3 separate regions of the Mus musculus genome follow, and all the other regions are linked to region 3. The links are chromatin contacts, called in public Hi-C maps. All regions are on one chromosome and are shown on one strand. Each heading gives the region's core, a stretch centred on a gene start, on an enhancer-like site or on the middle of the called end of the contact. The rest is flanking DNA. Distances are from core to core; before and after follow the strand shown. Region 1 has its middle 130 kb from the start of Gm31610. Region 2 has its middle 63 kb from the start of Gm31693. Region 3 has its middle 160 kb from the start of Gm31466.

Evidence for each region. Hi-C and Micro-C count contacts between places; a contact is called where the count stands out from the background.
Region 1: a contact with region 3 is called in a Hi-C map of cerebellum, with 2.0 times the contacts expected there. The contact joins two enhancer-like sites. A contact is called at or near these places in 1 of 15 datasets of contacts at CTCF or cohesin (pro-B cells), 4 of 484 Hi-C or Micro-C datasets (cerebellar granule neurons, cerebellum, myocytes and 1 more) and 2 of 115 datasets of contacts at active chromatin or transcription factors (VIP interneurons and astrocytes).
Region 2: a Hi-C map of cerebellar granule neurons shows a contact between it and region 3, with 1.9 times the contacts expected there. The contact joins two enhancer-like sites. A contact is called at or near these places in 4 of 484 Hi-C or Micro-C datasets (cerebellar granule neurons, cerebellum and cerebral cortex) and 1 of 115 datasets of contacts at active chromatin or transcription factors (vascular smooth muscle cells).

Annotation. Positions count from the first base shown.
Region 1 is chr3:21,355,896-21,358,595 of GRCm38.p6, reverse strand. No RefSeq gene overlaps it. Among named protein-coding and RNA genes, the nearest start is that of Gm31610, 130 kb to the left of the region's middle. Within about 2 kb of position 1,310, at least 43 of the 459 cell types and tissues checked have an H3K27ac peak or open chromatin away from gene starts, as enhancers often do. A contact at or near this core is called in cerebellar granule neurons and cerebellum, where this site is marked.
Region 2 is chr3:21,638,462-21,641,161 of GRCm38.p6, reverse strand. No RefSeq gene overlaps it. Among named protein-coding and RNA genes, the nearest start is that of Gm31693, 63 kb to the left of the region's middle. Within about 2 kb of position 1,406, at least 22 of the 459 cell types and tissues checked have an H3K27ac peak or open chromatin away from gene starts, as enhancers often do. A contact at or near this core is called in cerebellar granule neurons and cerebellum, where this site is marked.
Region 3 is chr3:20,660,755-20,663,454 of GRCm38.p6, reverse strand. No RefSeq gene overlaps it. Among named protein-coding and RNA genes, the nearest start is that of Gm31466, 160 kb to the right of the region's middle. Within about 2 kb of position 1,389, at least 34 of the 459 cell types and tissues checked have an H3K27ac peak or open chromatin away from gene starts, as enhancers often do. A contact at or near this core is called in cerebellar granule neurons and cerebellum, where this site is marked.

The DNA of each region.
Region 1 (2,700 bases), core at 61-2,560, 700 kb before region 3:
CCCACCAGGTCTCCTGAACCACACCACCAGAATGAACTAACACTGCCTTGACTTTATCATCCAATGCGACCATCAGCCGGACAGGGTCAGCTCTCCTGCTCTCATGACCTTGAGGCTGGCTCATATGCGCCCATGCCATCAGAGTCAGCTCCATTGTGCTCTCCAGTTGAAGTACAGGGGCTGATCTCCTGAGTACTACAGCCAGTCAGGAGAGGGGCCAGCTTTCCCATCCTCATGACCCTGGGGTCAGCTCTCCCAGAGCGCCAACGACCACCTCGGGTGGTATTGGTAGGAGGCGCCCATGTCAGCTCATGCTAGGCCAATGGCAGGGCCAGCTAGGGCCAGCTCACCTGTCCCTCTCCATCAGGGTCAGCCGTATTGTGCTGTTCAGATGAGGACCAGAGCCTGCTCTCCCAAGTCCTGAGGAATGCCTAGCCCATTTCCTGTTCTCTCTATGTTGCTAGATTAAAGAAACATTCTGCCACGGTGTTCTGTAAGTCAAAATAAACCCCTTCTTCCTTGTTTCTTTCATATTCTTGGTTATAGCAAGGAGATAAGTGAACTCTTACATTTGGGAAAGCTGAAGACCAGTGGATGCCTCAGGCTGTTAGAGATGCTGTCAAATTGCTCAGTTGAGGATAGCAAGGCTGGAGTTTCAAAGCTGTGTTCAAGAGATTAACTCAAAGAAACACTTGGGAATGATATTAAGAGGTATATAGAAGCACGGTATAGGTTTCATTATTTAAAAAGGCAAACTCATTCTTCTATTAATGAAATCATTTTGGTGTAACTTCCCACTGCCCCTCTGACTGGGGTACCCAAATATAGATCACATGGAACATTAAAAAAAAATTCAACAGGCTTCTAAATGATTAATTCTTGCTGACATAAAATAATTCCCTAGAATAAGTAAAGAATGCATGGCTTAAAAAATAAATTGTTTTTTTCATTAGCTGTTTTTATAAATAAAATTTACACCATGTGAAATTGCAGAATGCTCACTTATGGACATTTGGCGACTTACATGCTACTGTGCACTTATTATTAGTATACATGACAATGCATTCTTTATCCTTGGTTATTTAAGGATATAGGTGTGTGTTGATTATAAGCAGTTAAATATCCCAGGATTACATTCATTTGCAATGCACATCCAATGCACTGTGGGTTTTTATTCACTTAGCAGAGTTGGGGTTTATCTACATGGTTTATATTTTATATTTGAGAGAAGCTAAGTAGCAGAAACATTACAACATAGACAATGGTATTAGCATATTCAATGTTCAGCTCGGCTCTCACTGCTTTACACATGTAATTAGGTTGTTTCCATGGAAATGATCTAATTACGGGCTTCTCCTTGGCTTGGTAATCACATTTGCTGTGCTTTGGCAGAGATGTTTTCCTTGTTTTGTTGAACAGCTCCACTTGACAAGATGTTCTCTCCAAAGATGAATAATAATTTTTCCTGAGAGAGAAAAATAATTTTTATAATGAAACACACTGTTAAAGGTGACTTCAAAAGAGGTTACAGACGTGTAGCAGATCCTGCCAATAATAAGACAGCTATTACCCTTGAAAACACAATCTATTTTTAGTGTGCATGTGTGTGTGTGTGCGCGTGTATGTGTACTGTTGTTGTTAATGATAAAAATCATAGGAGGTTTTTATTTTGAAGAATTGCACTATTGAAATATATTATTTTCTTCTGGAGTATATTTATACTTAAATATATATTAATTATAGTTTTAACAGACTAAAGGAAATATGCTGAGAGAGAGAGAGAAAGAGAGAGAGAGAGAGAGAGAGAGAGAGAGAGAGGCAGAAGCATTGAAGAAAGAGCACTGAAGCTTATACTCAGTAAGAATAGTCAATTGCAGAAGGCTATTCATGAAGAGATATTTGCTTATCATTGCCATGGCAGTTGAGAACACCTTAAAAAATCAATTAAGACTTATTTTGGGAGCGATCCAAATATAGACCTTTCAGTGTATAAAGGAAACAGGAGATGGAAAAAGTTGCTGAGGAGACTCCATGTCACCTGGTCCACTTAATAACACTAGGAGACAGAAGACAGGCAGAAGTTCAGCTCTTAAGCATTGTGAGATTCCAGCCCACTGTAAGAGAACTTCGCAGGAAGTCCTTATGACAGACACTGTGTAGACCCATCGAGGGTTAGCAAGATGTATGGGGTCCAAAGTCCACAACATCCTTTGTCCAGATACTTTGAACCCTAGCACTGACAATCAAATACTCTGCCCTTTAATAGCTATGGAGATTACTTCAAACACAAAGGGAGAACACTTCAGGAAGTAGCCAGAATGCTGGAGCTCTCTCCTGATTATCATTTGTGTAGGTAATAAAGGGTGGGGATATAATTGACTAAAGGGCACAGTGTTTGAAAATTATAACGATAACTGGGTTTTCTATTTATACCAAACCAACCCTTATTAAATGCCATAAGGCTTGGGTTTTAGAATTATATAGCACGGTTTCCACCAGTAAAAATGGTATTCTATTTATTTACTGCTCTTCATGTGGCAGGGGCTGCACATGGGTCTGTGAATGAAGTGATGAATCAGCGAGATGTCAATGCTAGCTAGGCTCAATTTCCTTATTATTGAACAGAGAAAACAACAACAAACAAAACAAAACAACACCCGCCTGAACAGGCCAGTTTGACTTCCAGGCTAAGCCATGTAT
Region 2 (2,700 bases), core at 157-2,656, 980 kb before region 3:
AATCTTGCTTGACTTCAAAAGATGGCCATTCCAGACTCTAGACATTTGCACAAAATTTTCAAAGAACTAATAGAACAAATTAAAAATAAGTGGAAATAGGAAAAGCCTTGAATCGGGGCAAGGAAGAGCCCTCGATTACCTCTCACCTCTCATAGCTGCTCTGAATTGCATTGACTCCAAGTGTGATGTCATGTTCTTTATACTGCTTGACAAGTAAATCATTCTGCGCCTGGCAAAAGAATCATCATTCTGCACAGTGATACACTGATTACCTCATAATTTCACACCAGAGGTACATTGATTGCCATTCATTATCATATAGCATAATGGAAAAACTTCAAATACGATTTTAAATTATTAAGCTCTATAAATCTAATTATCTTAATTATTTGTATGTGTTTTGACATGAGTAAACATGCATGCAAGTGTTTTTAGAGAGCATAGGAGGGCAGTGGATTCCTTTACAGCTGGAGCTACAGGCAGATGAGGGCTGGTGCTGAGAACTGAACTTGTCTTAATTATTGATCACTTTCCCAGCCCCAAACTGCTGTTATTTAACAAAGTAGAAATTAGAAAAGAATGGGTATAGAAACATCAAATTCTTGTTTCATATTTGGGAGAAGCAGTCTTCTTAAATAGGTGATCAAAAATCATATGAAAATCTTCTCAAATTCTGGACCCACAAGGGCAACAGGAATTTAATCAGAGGTTTTGTTTTGTGAATTTGATATTGACACACAGAAATGGTCGAATGGGTTGATTAAGAGGCAATGGTACAATTCGTGTGACCCAGGTACATATTTCTTGGTCAAGTAGAGATGTGTTTAGCTCACCACAAGAATAGAGAATAGAATATTCTAGAATGAAAAGGGAGTCTAAGTTATCCTCACACATACAGTGAGTTGTGGTTAAAAGGTTTTTAAGTGAAAAGACCACTCTATTTTACCAGAAAACTTGGAAATATATTAAAATGACCAATTTCAGAACAAAACGAAACACAACACCTTAGCCAGCGATCCAAAATGGTCTTTTCTCTTTGGAAACTATTCTGAGTTTGAGAAGTTAAATGAATTTATGAATGGATACATTTATAATATTGAATGGATGGAAACAATATCTACCTAAGCGAAATAAATCAGAGCTTTGGGGAATTGAAAAATAATTTTATTGTGGCATTTGTGATGTGACTTTCCTTAGACTTTGTTCTTTTGTTCTTTGAAGGTCAGGACCCTTGCTTCCCTCTCCCTGGTGAAGAGAGCTGTAGACCTCTTCCCTTTAGAAAACCTTTCTGAGCGTGAGGCGCCACTTCCTGAGTATTGTTTCTTCAGGTTTAAGTTGCTGCTTCCCTTCTGGGGCACGGTGCAAAAGGAAACTGAAATATTTAATCTTTTAAAGTCAAATTCAAACAATCCCACCTTAAAATAGCAGAGCTCCCTTTAAGCCGATCTGCACACAGACAGAAAGGGCATGCGTGCTGCACTTTGATCAAAAGGATGAAGAGCCTTCATGTGGGCTGTGAGAAAGGCAGCTGGGGAGTCTCACTGATACTTTTTATTTCTGTCTCTTCTTTCTTCCTTGTCCAGCCTTTTCTTCCCCCTCCCCCTATTTTTTGGAAACCTGTAGGAACAAACCTTTTCCCTTTCCATATGACTCTTCTATTATTTGGATACACCCTGATGAAGCTGCCAGCATTATCCTGATAACTCTTTGTCCACAACTGAAATCAAGCCCAGGCAATATTCGTTGCAAAAACTCTCTAGAGAAAAGGCAGAGTTAGTGGCTGAAAATGGATGCCGCTGTCCAGGTTCAACCCAGAGATTATAAAAGTGTCATGAAGACACTGAGATTCACATATTGCCTTCCCCTGAATGGTGACCGCAATGACAGGAACTGGACAGGTGGCATCATTACACATAATCTTTACCTCTGAAGTAAAATGAGAAAGAACCTCATGCAGCATGTTTGGGCACGTTACCAATAGCTGGCAACATCAGCAGTCATGCTTGACAAATGCAAGATGGCTTTAGGCTTGCTTGTCACAGCTTGAGCATTAAAAATATATCTCGTGGGCTGGGGAGCGGCTCAGTGGGTATAGCTTGATAACCTGAATAAGGTTTCCTGGAACCAATGCAAAAAGCCAGACACAGTCCTGCAAGCCGCTGTGGGCAAGTGCAAGGTGGAGACAGTTGGCAGTTTGCCTGTCATTCACCCTTGTCTCAAACCAGGTGGCAGATGAAGACTGATACAAAGGTTGTCTTCTGACACATGCACTGTGATGTATACACTGTGGCAAACACTCTACTGAACTCACAAACACACATGTGAACAGACTTCTGCATGTGTATATGATACAATTTTATGAAATATAATCATACCATATATGCATATGTAGGTATTATATTTGAATATATATTAAGCCTTGGTGACTGGGGTACAGCAAGTTCTGTCTCTCACTGACAGGTTAAACAGGTTCTTTTTTTTTTTTTTTAATGTGTTGAAGGTATATAAATTAAAGGGGCTGTGGTGACAGCTATAACTTTTCCTATTTCATGTGGCCTCTCTACAATATTATCCTTAAAGAATGCGTTTGCCCTTGGTAACATTTCAAATTTGGGGGTTGCTCTAAATCCAGCTTTTCAGCTCCTGTTGAAAAAACTAGAAGTGTATATCTTCCAATAAAAATGATTGGTTAGACTTGGG
Region 3 (2,700 bases), core at 140-2,639:
TACCTGTAAGTAGCTAGCTGCAGACCAGCAATTTAGGTGACTTTGAATGACCTAAACAGATTGAGTGCTGACAGGAGTGGGCAAGACAAAAGGAAGTGGCAGGGGAGTTTTACATGCTGTCATCTGTGCCTCTAAAGAACACTCAGTCGTATTAGTGTAAGCAATATGTTTACTTATGTTGGACTGCTCTCTGCACTCTACACTGAGGATAGAATGTTGTGAACCACAGCAGAAATTTATAACTTACTTAAAGAAGTTGTCCATTCAGGTAGGTCTTTCTTGTTCACAACTGTCTGACTTGGGCACTGTCAGATCCTATGGTCCTGTGAATAAGCAGTTTGTTCTCTAAACCACTGAGCCATATCTCAAGCCACTGCCCCCACTCGCCAGATGGTTTAATGGACACGACATTGTGAACACATTCTTGCAGGAGAATCTCCCTCACCTTGTGAGGGAAGCAAAGTGGTTGGAGATTGTCATCTCTCTTTTCTTGGTGATGAAACAGAAGCTCACTGGCTTCTGTGGGTTTTCTAGAGTGCACAGTTGAGGGTAGTTGAAGCTAGATTGACTGCAAGACCCCCAGTAACAAGTATATCTTGTCTATATATGTAGCCGGCTTTATACAATTCACTAATTGTCCTGTCCTTGTCTCTGAGTTACAGAAAATTCGAATCAATCAAATGATGGGGAGATCTAGCCATCACTTGGCATTATTTCAGGACCGTTTTCAATCATCACAGTCATAACTACAGCCCAACTGAGAACCAACTGGAGTCTAAGAGCAGATTGTCTCATCGTTTCTAGATTTTTGTAGAAGCTACAACAATCATGCCATCTTAGCAGTGATTAGGTCATCAGAGTTAATAAGGGTTTAGGAATAGTCACTTTGACATATTCATTCTAGTACACTGTGCCAGGAAAAAGGAGTTTTATGATGTAATAGGAAATACAGGAGAAAGAGTAATAAGTACAGCATGACTTATTGCCAAGATGCTAATAAGTGACAATTCTATAGGTACCCTGATAATATGTTATGAAATTATCTATAGTCAAACCACAGGTTATTAAGAGAAAAATCAAGAAAGAAAATAAAGCCAGTTTTGTAGGCAATGATTTTTATTATGTATAATGCTGGCAGGAAAAAAAAAAGTAATAGAAAATGCTGTAAGCAGCAGTTGTGAGAAAGAGCTGAAAAATTGTAAAGGACTTTGATCTCCTTCTGAGTTGCCCATCAAAGAAGGAAAGATCTGCCATGACCCTGTCATTCCAGGCAGATGACTGACTTATAGCTCAGGTGTGGTTTGCATGCTGAGAGCGGCTAGGGCTACAAGCAGCTTGCCAGGCTCTATATATAGGGATGACCTCACCTCTCCTGAAACATAGCAGCTGTTCACCATTTGTGCCATTTGCTGCAAAGGCTTAGTCCATAGCTAATTGAGCACTTCAGTCCTGCAGAGATAGGGGCCTGGGAAATATTTACATGAGATAGATACCTTTATCCAGATGGAAGCTGGCTAGGACAAGATAAGAATATTTATCTCAGAGGACTGTCAGTGCATCTTGACAGGAGTTAGGGGCTGCCTGGGGAGGGGGAAGGAGAGAGATGCCTGCTGCTCATTCAAGAGAAGAGGGAGAACAAGAAACATCAAAATTGTACTGCTGCTGCCTTCTCTCCAAGCAAACTAAACAGAGCCCTCCCTCTGTGAAAACAGTCTGTATTGTTATGATGTCAACTCATCAGGAAGGCTTTTAGAATTTCCCTAGCAAGATAACCACCTCCTTAACTTCTGGATTTCCTGGCCTAGAATTGATTGACAGTTATAGGATCACCAGCAATTCCATAACATTTCTTTTCCCAGGATCTAATAATCTTGCTGGAGGAAACAAGCATCTATAATATCTGGTTGGCCCGGAAGCACTTATCCTAGTTTGATTATTAATGATTTCTGTCAATAGGAAAACCCCCACTGTTCATGGGGTCTCGTTCTTCCCATCTGTAAATTTCAGATATTATCAGATTTAACTTCGGGTTTGCTTCCAGCTTTGAGGGAAAATCCATGAGTTTCATGAAAGTCACTCCCTTCTCAGAGCTTACAAGACATAAAATGCAATGGTCCAAAATAGTAAAAAGATCATTCTGATGTGATTAGTTTGGATGAATATAACATATCCTTGTTATTTTCAGTTTTGAAAATGAGCAGAAACACAGAAAATATGTGGATTGTCCACTTGAAACAAATTAGCAGACTAGTTTAAAGTAAGAGACTATATATAGTGTCACTTATGAATAGATCCGAATATGATCCAGTTACTCTTCTGATTGTGTCCTTCATTTGAGCTCAGAAAAGACATGTCAAGATGAGGAAGTATAAGTGTTGGGCCAGGAATGTATTTGGATTTAAAAATTTAGAATCAAATGTATATATAATATTTGTCCTTCAGGGTCACAGCTTCAATATGAGTAACCAATGCTGACTACACAAGACAGTGAAATCCTCATCAGGCCATTCAATTACTGTCTAGGAAAAAGGAGCAAAGTCAGGAAAGGCTCTGCAGTAACAGTTTTGAGATATTTAGGTTAAAAAACTAGGGGATGGGGCTAAAAACTAGAGTGGAGAAGAGTATAAAGAACATCCTCGGAAGGTTCGGGAAACAGGAAATGGGATGTGAGATATAGAGTCTGGAGTGCTTTGAGCCATG